Linked DNA regions of Hordeum vulgare: region 2 is linked to region 1. The links are chromatin contacts, called in public Hi-C maps. All regions are on one chromosome and are shown on one strand. Each heading gives the region's core, a stretch centred on a gene start, on an enhancer-like site or on the middle of the called end of the contact. The rest is flanking DNA. Distances are from core to core; before and after follow the strand shown. Region 1 holds the start of LOC123449237. Region 2 has its middle 14 kb from the start of LOC123449238.

Region 1 (5,224 bases), core at 947-3,446:
GTTAAGGCTTCTGAATTTTCGAGCTCTTCGACCAAGACCAAGACCTCGAAGAGGATCAGGTCGCCCCGGGTGTTGTCAATGAATTCCAACTCTCCAAACTTAAATTCCTGACCCAGGGTGACCCCGTCAGTCTGGTGATGAGCCAACTTGACGTGCGGGGTGGTACTGCTAAAAGCAAAGGATTGGCCAGAGATGAAGGTATCCCCGGCCTTGATGTTATCGCTTGTGACCAAGGGAGCCATCGAGCCTTTTTGCGATCTCACAATGAAGCTCTCAATGAAAGCAGCAACGTCGGTGTCAAAACCTGCTAATCTCGAGTAGGGGGTCCGAACTGTGGATCTAGGGTTGATGGGTAACAAGAGACGAAGAAGACGGTGGTTTACCCAGGTTCTGGCCCTCTTGATGAATGTAAAACCCTATGTCATGCTCTTGTTGTTATTGATAGAGTAGTATAAAGTACAGAGTTGATCTACTACGAGATCGGATGTTATGGTCCAAACCCTAATCGTAATGAGCTTAATGTGTCCTACAAACTATGCCCCCCGGCTTATATAGATGCCAGGGATGCTAGGATTTACACAAGATCGGTCACAATAGATAAGGAATATGACGATTAGTACATCATCTTGGATTGCACGTCAAGTCTTCAAAAGAGTCCATCTTGAGTTTGATGCTTCTACTGGCCGTCGAACAGGCCGAGGAATCTGGCCCATGAGAATAGGCAGACGGCCCAAGGACCCCTTAATCTCGGAGTCCTTCAGAGAACACATGAGGAAGAGGTATTGGCATGAGCTACTAAGCCCAATACATTTGTGTCGTAGATTTGCTTTTGTATTGTGCGTAAAAGCCATGCAAATGCCTTCGTCTTGTTTGGAAATTTGGAAGTCTTTGGGTCGATGTCATCCTCTATCATGATCTAAGGGGCGTATGCATTCTAGGAGGAAAAGGACATGCCATGGACGACGAATCTTTGAGCTGGCTAATCCTTGAGATGGCAATCCTGCAACAAAGAGAACACATCGTCCGATCAACTATCGTTGTAAGATGATATACACGAGAGCTTAGATAATCAAAGTACTACCAAAGGTTTGATATTATAATAGGTGAATGACAATTTCAAGGCACATGCATGAAATATAAAATGCATATTTGATTATGTTAGTCCATTCCATAAAAAGTTAAGATTAAAAAACTTGAAAATTGCATGGTATATGCAACACAAAACTCAAGTGAGATATACCAAGCACATTTTATCTAGGACGTGTTTTTAAGTTTATCATACTGAAATTGATAGAAAAAAAGCACGAATACTTAATCCTACATTAGATAATGCTACGACATGCATGCCTACCGCCAGGGGTGGAGTACAAGGTTTCACCGGTACTAGAAGGATTAAACGTGCATTGTTGCACCGTTGGTGCTGTTGTGTCTTTATCAAATAAATTAACATATTTGTTTTTAAAATATAGGTGTTAGATTTTTAAAAAGTCAAAGCTCTTTAAGTTGGATCAAATTTGTAAAGAACTATATTAATATTCATAATATCAAGTTGCGAACGTTAAATTCATCATGAAATAAAGTCGCATATTTTATTTATTTAGTGTTCCGGATGTCAATATTTTTTACTCCAAACTTAGTCAAAGTTAAATAAATTTGACTTCTCAAGAAAAAAATACACCTTATATCTTGAATTCGAGGAAGAATTTGATTTGGCTAGTGTGAGAGGTGATGACCTATGTTTTTTATTTTATTTATAATACAGTGTTTTGATGGGTCTTTTATGGTGTGATTCTGTGTTATGTGCTAATCAACCGATATTTACGTCGAAAAAATAAATCATGTCACAATCTGCATGTACTATTTTGGTGTTACCATACTGTTTCTAGGTGACGAGAGATGCACAGAATTAATGTATTATTATAAGTCGTTTGCTATTGTTTAATTTTAAAAATTATTGATCAAGTTGAAATCATGAACCTAATCTCAAATTGAACACCTCAATCGAATAAAAAGCTTCAAAATTAAGGAGCATAGCGAATTAAAAAAAATAAGTAGAAAAGCTTGTTGAGAAATTATTGATTCGGTTAAAATTGAATGATTAAATTTTAATTAGAGACTTTAATTGAGTGTAAGGCGTCCAATCATAGGGAGACTAGTGATATACTCCATATATAGGAGTATGAAGTATGAACCGAGGAGAACACGGCCGGATCGTAGCGAACCGCAGTTGCATAGTAATTACTCGCCGCTGCCACTCACTTACCGTTTCGCGCAGCTCCTCCGTCCTCTCCTCCTCGCAGCTACACCGACCCATGGCGACGACCTAACCCTAGGCGCCACCACTCCACCGGCGCGCGTCTCCGCCTACGGCAGGCAGCAGCCCCCTGAACAAGTGCTCCCGCGAATTCCGATCTTTATACAACCCAGAGTTCTCTTTCGCTAGGGTTAGGGGTTTGGAGCCGCTGCCCCTCTCTCCCAGCCCCGATGGCCGATCTCGGCAGCTTCAGCAGACGGCGGCAGCCGACTGCTGCGGAGGTGGTGGGGCGCCTCAAGGATGACGGCGATTTCGACGCCCTCCGCCGCGCCATTGTCCGCAAGGTCAAGGACAACGTGAGCACCCCCAAAACCGCCTAATCTCCCCCAAATCCGTTTACCTTTACCTTGGTATCTGTGCAATTGCGCTGCTGTTACTCCTTCGTTTCCAAATGGGTTAAATTTTATGGTTTTAGTAGTAGATCTGACATCCGAGTGCATGGGGCATGGCCAAGAGACTAGAACTTGCTCTGCATTGGCTTTATTCATTGTGACACCTTAGTAGAATTTGCCCCTAAGGGTCTCTTTTAATTGAAGCATACATGAGAGCTGAATCGATTCTGTGTTTACTAGGTTTCTCGTGCTCATCTTTTCCAGGACACTGTTGGTATTGGAAGTACTGCATTTGATATGGAATTCTTCCGTGGAGCACTATCATCTGATTCATTAACGCCTATATGTTCAGATTAGATGTGAGTGTCTAAAGAGTAGTGCTCGTTCTGCATTGCACTGGTTTGGTTGATGTGCATCAACCATGGATTTTTCTATATGTGTCGCCTGATCTTTAACCTTAGTTGCAGCATCGGTGATAGGGATTACCAGTACATGTTTTTAAGGTTAAAACACACACCTATAAAGGTAACTTGCCACATAACTCAACCTCGGTTGTGTTGGATTTGAAGGAAGATTCCATCCCGTGTGCAGAGGGAAAGGGAGGAACTAATGTGGAATCTCACATGGGAACTTCTTCCAAAATCCACACAATCCAAGAAAACGTCGGCCTCCAATCTACGTAATTTTGGACTCAGACATGGGCACGGGTGTCCGAATCCAATTCGGATTCAGGTGTCTGATTTCATGTTTTTTTGTTGGACACGGCGAATAACACTTGGATTTCGACACAGATGTCGGAATCTGGCGCAAATTTGGGATGTATAATATTGCAAAAAAGAAAAGGAAATGATTGGACACGGTAAATAAGACTTGGAATTCGACACAAATGTTGCGCAAATTTGGAATGTATAATATTGCAGAAAGGAAAAAGGAAATGGATACATGTGACCAGGTAATGCTGCTTGAGGCCTTATCATGTGAAAATTCTGCGCACAAGTACAATCATATATGCCTTATCTAATTCCCTGCGAGAGGCCGATGCTATTGCCGTATCAGGACTATGGGAACAGTAGGCTCCACTGCCTGTGCAGATGGTGTACAATGACGAATTGATGGAGGACTATAAATGAATTACAAATTTGAATTACCATAGAAGGTAATTGCTGATTGCTGGATTCATATTCCAATGATGATTCAAATTGGGCTGAAATGCCGAAATGGAAATGAATAATAAGTAGGGTAAAGCTAGAACCAGTGCCTTGAATATTTGGTAAGCTTTATTATCTAGATGTGGTTTGTTACTGGTCTGATACCACCCCATCCAGCTGCTGCTTCAGCATGACAAAGTAGAGCTAGACAATAAAACTGCAAGCATCGTTGTCATTAATATTCTCGATAAGCTCATCTAACATGCAGGATCATCTAAAACACTAGATGCTAACATACCACTTAATTTTTATTGATTGATCTTGTTTTATGGAATAGTTGATATCAACAATCTTGTTTTGAGGAATAGTTGATATTAGTTTCATCGATTAATCTAGTTTTGAGGGATAACTGACGTCTAGTTTTTTGAGGAATAACTGATATCATCATTACTAGTTTACTTCATTACAAAATTCTGGTGACATTATGTAATTATTATCTATTCATCTTTTGACACAAAAACTGGCATTTGTTGTGTCTCTATAAGTCAGTCATGCGGCTAAGCTGATTTCCAGATGCTCAACTTCATTGCAAATTGTGTTCCAGTGGCGTCCACTCTTGCCCTGTCCTGGATACTGATTTTAATGCGCTTATCTAAAATGTACTAATAGAGGTTTCCTGGATCTGTGTTATATTTTATCTGTTTTTACTATGCAAGCTATTCAGTGTCGGTATATTTCAACTCAACCACAGGTGTGTTCTTTGGGATCATTTACACACATGGCACTTTTAACCTTTTAAATGCATTTTAACACGCCATGAATCACCTTAGCGGCAGTCCTTGTGCCACATTAGTATTCTTGCCAGGTGCTGTCTGGACTGTGGCCTAATAAGCACATCGTTGTGCACCAGATAAGATCTTAACGCTGTGTGCAACTCTATAAGTTAATGGCAAGTCATTTTTTTTCAGGAGGTGCTACGCAACAGCATAATCACAGAAGTGAAGCAGTCAATGGTACTAAGTGAAGATGGCTCTGAAAAGCTAAAGCTAAAAGAACTCTCTGATGCGATTTTTCAAGACGTAGGGTAAGCTGAGCCACCATCTCTGGGTTTAATGTTTTTTTTCGGTACTCCTTCAAATACTGGGAGCTGTTACTACTATGCGCCGGAGATATCAGTAACTCATCTGTTATTATGTTGCATTTCATATCAGGAGCAAAATAATGGGTCAAATCTCAGACGAGGTGTGGAGTGTCATCCAGTCAGGTGAAACTGATATCCGAGGAAGCGTGGAAGCTGTCTTCGATAGGATAATGAACCCTGAACAGCAACAGGACACAGGGCCTTCTCCGAAGAAGCTGAAGGGAAATAGAAAAGGAGAGCAAGCTTCGCCAGCAAAAGCACCAGCTCCTGTTTCTGTCCAGGTGGAAGA
Region 2 (5,382 bases), core at 152-2,651, 320 kb after region 1:
AAATGAAAATAACTCATATGACATGTGGGGTCAACATCCAGCTCCTATGGCCCAACCCTAAATCTCATATTCCCTAAACCAAGTGTAGCTCATACGCCCATGATAACCTACTCGTTGCTTCTCCTACGTCGTATGTGACTCCTCAAAATGGTTAAATCTCGACTCCTCACAATCGTATTCCTGGCCAACTCTCGATCTAGCAATCCCCAATTCCAAGCGCTGCCTCCCACCGCGTGAGGCTTGCACCAACCGCTGCTTCTACTTCCTTGATGCCCCCAAGAGGACACCCACGAAAGGAGGTCGCATTAGTGTTACTTCTTCCCATCATCACTTGAATTTTAGACCTCGTTCTCTACTTTTTCAGAATTCAGATGTTATATACTATATCCATTGGATACCCATTGGGTATAGGATATCTGATGGATATGGTTGGTTTAAAGGATGGGACAAAGAAAAAAAAGTAGACATTTTTTCCTTTGATCTTAGTTCCAAAAAAATATGAATTTATAACCTCAACATGGGTCTCCTTTTCAATTTCTTATGCACGAATAACGAGATTAAAATCCTTAGTAGCATAATCATCATGACTAGATCCTATGGTTGGGCTTTAATTTGATCGTATTTATTATGATTTTTGTGATTTTTTTATTTATGTGAACCAAACATCACAAGTTGACAGAATTCTTGTTACCAATCATCTGTATTGTTATGCATTTTTGTTCTATTCAGTTTTCTCCTCATTCCTAAGCTTTTAGAATCCCGCAAACCAAATGAATTTAAGCACTCAACCTAACCGGGTATATTGGAGAGGCGATTGTTCTTGTTTTATTTAACATGAAGGCCAAACGAGCAAAGACGTTAGCCTAAAGCTTTCTCCGGGTTCGGAGATGCATACATATGTGTAGAGTATACCCTCTGTTTTGACCTAATTTATAAAAATATATTTGGAAAATTACAACAGAAATATATATATGAGGGGAGAGTAAATGAAAATAAAAATATATTTGAAAAACTACAACAGAAATATATATATATGAGGGGAGAGTAAATGAAAATAAAAATATAATTTGAAAAATTACAACAGAAATATATATATGAGGGGAGAGTAAATAAAAATAAAAATATAATTTGAATATATACTGCCATACATCTAGGGCCCATCCATAGCTGCAGCCCACAAAGCAGTGGGTACAGAAGAAAGCCGAGGGAGCAGTGTTGTTGAAAGGCTTAAATCCCTAAAGTTTTCGCTGATTGAAGTACAGCCCATGTCGGGGAATCCGGGGAACGGCTCGCGTAAATGATGCCGATTAACTAACCTTTGGCATGCATGCATGCAGCAGTTACACTGACGTGTTGGACCCGTCTCTCCCGGTCCCGCCTGTTACCGACGGACGATCCGGTACCGGAGCAGCTGCAGCGTGTGCGAGCCATCTTTTTCCGTATCCGGGAAGCAAAGGACGCGGAGGAACAGCAGGGGTCGCGTCTTTCAGGAACGCGGGGCCCACGAGCCAGCGGCAGCACATGAAGCATGATGAAGAGCGTGAGGCTATGGTGGTGGGACCCGGCTTCTCCGTCAGTGGGTGGGTGCGGGTCAGGACTCAGGAGGCGCACGCTCCATGTTGCACTGTTGCAGTGGTTGCTGCTGCACTGTTGCAGTTGTAGCTACAGGCGGAGCCCGGCCGCTTTTTGTGTTGCACTGTCGTCAAGGTCGAGCGTCGTTCATGCTCTTTTGGAGTAAAGAAAACGTGTGTACCGTTTGTTTATAAGTGTAGGCAGCTTAGGCCCTGTTTTTTCTAAAAATCCTATGATTTTTTTAGTCCCAACTAAAAAATCTCTAGTCCTTATCCATTTCTTTCCAAGAACTAAACGTGGATTATAAGTCGTTAAATGACATGTAAAAAGATCATGTTACCCTTAGTAATATACTCATTCTCATCATGCTCAGGCCTCATGCATGCTTCCATCATCACCCGGGCCGGTCGCGAGCTAGCACATCTTTGGTTGTTTACCTCCAAAAGACGTGCAACACGGCCGACGTCCTACGGGGCGCCATCATGTTAGTAGCTCTAACACTAACAGTGCGGCGCCTAACGGGCATTAACCAAAAACGTACCGAGTGAGGTGACGCTCAAGCATGACCGAGGGCAGGCACCGGCACGCAGACGATCGATCAAGCTGGCAGGCAGGAGGCAGCCAACACGCATGGCATGCACGTACCCGCTGAGAGCCAGCCAGGACCTCATGGCAGTACATGCGTTTGGTGAACTGCTGGATCATGCCTCCTGCATGCATCCATCCACGCAGAGGTTCCTTCGTACAGTTGCTAGTCGTCACCTTGATCAAGGCGGGTTGACGACGCACGGAGGCTATACGTGATTGCAGAAAAAACGGGGAGGAAGATGGGGTTCGTGGAGTGGAGTCCGGAGCAGGCATGATGCGGCGCCCATGATTCGGTCCGGAATACGCTGCGACGTTTTGTCCCCGGCCGGACACGACCGCTAATCTGGCTCGGGCGGCGAGGACGGACACCAAGGAAATACTTAGCACTCCATGATGATGGCGCTTCAGTTCTGTGCTCCACATGATGGCTCCGGCCACCCCCACCACCGCCGCATCGGCTCGCACGCGCGGCGATGTGGGGTTCCGCTTCGGCCCGAGCCCAATGCGAGTGCGCGATTAGTTTAGGCGTTGGCCCACTGCTTATACCCCTTCTAAACAAGTCTGGTTTCTTTTTTTTGCTTTGTTTTAGCCTCCCAACAGCAACACCAGCGTTCCAACGGAGGAGCTCCGTTCCAAGTGACCTTGGATCCCTCCATGGATACGCACAACGGCGGAGTATCCGCAATATTGCAGGGTTATGGGATTACGGCCACGCATTACTTAATCTCCGATGAGCTGTCAGCTTCATAGAGCGGATCAGAGTGAATGAGTGATGCGTGCATTAACATTTAACAGCAGCAACAACAGACAGCTCTTGTGGTGTGTTTCGTGCAAAACTGCAAATCCAGAACTTCTGTCCTCATCTTTCCTTTGTTTCTGCGTGCGTCGTTACTGTAGCAGAGGACGGACAAACCAGGATGCCGAATAATCCAATGCACTGTGGAGGCAGTGAGTAATAATGCTATAATGTACTGGCTAGCTTCCGGCCGGGCGTGCCTTCTCTCGGGTTAGATGAATTAACTCATTTTCTCTAAAAATGAATTAGTTCATGCTCGAATGGTCGGTATATCAGCCTATCTTGACACGGAGCCAAGAGCTGACGTCTCACGGGACAATCCTTGCCGCAACAAGCCTGATATACATGACACACCTTACTAGTACCAGGCTGCGAGGGATACCAGATTACGAAAACTCCTGCTAAGTGTGTAAGGTCCACGTACACTTGAGGGGCGTGTTTGGTAAACATAGTTGGTGCGACTGTCCCGTGGAGGTTGAAGATCTGGTTCAGGTAAACACGCTTAAAACTAACATCTGTACTTAATTTGGTTGAGTGCATATTTTAGGGTGCATGAGGTGTTACTCTAGCCATGCTGTTTGGTTGATCATTTATGCACACGTAAACACATAGCATGTTGTTTGATGCCATGCACCGTCTGTTGTGTGGTAACCTTTTGAGCACGATGGTGAGGTTACCAACACGCAGCGGTCTCACGAAGAACACACATACCAGAACATAGAGCAGATATAAAAATTGTGTCACACATAACAGATCAGTTCAAACGCATAACAATTCAATATTAAAGTAAAGCATCTAGAGCATGTCAGGGCTGTCCTAGGGGTTCACGGCGAAGGCGTCGTTGTGCTTCCCGCACCTGGTCATCACTTCAATGCCATCGTCATTGAACACGATGACCTTCAACCATGTCGGGAGTGAGCAGCTTGAAGGTCACCATGAAGCCTATCTTGATCTAATGGACGGTGGCGAAGGTGGCCCAGGCCTAATCAAGGGTGACCCTGCCATTCAAGAGTCGGACAGTCACCCTGCAGAAGCAGTCGGCGTCCGTCTTCAGTTTGAACTCCTGTGGCACTGACGTGAAGTGCTTCGTGAAGTCCAGCGCCATAGGTATGGCCTCCAGCCGGGGGATTATGATCACCTTCCAAAAGTTGGTTGGCCCTCCCACCTCATGGTAGTGGTCGTAGTTCCGGTGCTGGACGGGCGTCACCTCTGAGGGCGACACCGTGTATTTGTCCTTGTCTTCCTCCTTTGGTGGCACCACCTCCTTCCCCTTACTCTCGTTGTCGATCTGCATTACAAAGAGTTTCAAACGGCCAGGATCTGTAATATGAATGTTGTAGCATCGTCATTAAAACCTATCGCCCAGAACCCCTTTATTTACTCAGCCTGATGGTCACCACTCCACCTATCTGTCTCTCACTCTTCCTTCAACCCATCGACATGAACTCCGACAACAAGTCGAACCCCAACCCCAACCCCATCCCCGACACCTTCCCTTGGGGCATTAGATAGAGGGCATTCTTCCTAGGGTGCTCGCTCAGTGACCGCACCAAGTTTGAAAACACCATGGAAGTTTGCTCAAACTTCACAGGCATGAAAGAGCTGCACAAAGAGTCAAATGCTATGGTGAAGAAGGCCATGTTGGAGGAGTTAAAGACACTGATTCCCGACCCGATGAAGGGCCCTATGTGAGTCGGCATACTTCGTTGGGTCATGAATTATTCCGATTCCGACGACGTTGGACAGAGGGCAAGGTGGGCCAAGTACAAACAGTACCGACGTCCTCATGACCATTGTGCGGCAATGTACTTCACCACAAACACTGTGGTGGTGTCGCTGGATGAGGACCAAGAACCGGTGGCTATGGAGGTGGAAGAAGATGCGGTAGCCATGATTGTGGGGGCGCGAGAGCTAGGACACCGAAACATGCCCATCGAGCTAGACTACAACGAGGAAGAAGAGAGAAAGAAGACCAAGACAAGGGCCAAGGCTACCCCCGCTCCAATCGCCTCCGGGGTCCCCGAGGATAAGATATGTGCATACTGTGTAAGATGAACCCTAATCCCCATACCAATTGTAGTCAATCCGGATCGGGAACCTCATATTTACCACTAGTCATGACGATGTTATGATACCCTGATTCTCCATTTTCCTAACACGGATTGAAGCTAAACTCGAATCGAATGCAAAGTAGTAGGTGTGAAGGGGAAAAATTGCTTACCGCCATTGTCGAAGTTATGCGAGTGGATGCCGGTGAAGGTCGCCGGAGGTCGACTTGCTATTCCTTGATGTGTTGCACGCCGCTGCCACAGCCATAGGTGAGTGGAGAGAGGGGAGAGCGGAGAGGGGGGTAGTGGTGAGGAAAGGTAAGGATAATAATTGTCGGCGCTTTGGAAAGCAACGCGGCTTCTTAAGGATGCCTCCTC

What was found. A called contact is a pair of places that touch in the nucleus more often than the background predicts.
Region 2: a Hi-C map of leaf shows a contact between it and region 1, with 2.0 times the contacts expected there. The contact joins the enhancer-like site here to the promoter of LOC123449237 in region 1. A contact is called at or near these places in 2 of 6 Hi-C or Micro-C datasets (leaf and seedling) and 1 of 1 datasets of contacts at active chromatin or transcription factors (embryo).

Annotation. Positions count from the first base shown.
Region 1 is chr4H:518,285,035-518,290,258 of MorexV3_pseudomolecules_assembly, forward strand. It overlaps LOC123449237, which reads left to right and starts at 2,197. Exons shown (of 3, transcript XM_045126379.1): 1 at 2,197-2,610; 2 at 4,763-4,878; 3 at 5,006-5,224. The coding sequence starts at 2,485.
Region 2 is chr4H:518,601,065-518,606,446 of MorexV3_pseudomolecules_assembly, forward strand. No RefSeq gene overlaps it. Among protein-coding and RNA genes, the nearest start is that of LOC123449238, 14 kb to the left of the region's middle. Within about 2 kb of position 1,402, at least 3 of the 3 cell types and tissues checked have open chromatin away from gene starts, as enhancers often do. A contact at or near this core is called in leaf and seedling, where this site is marked.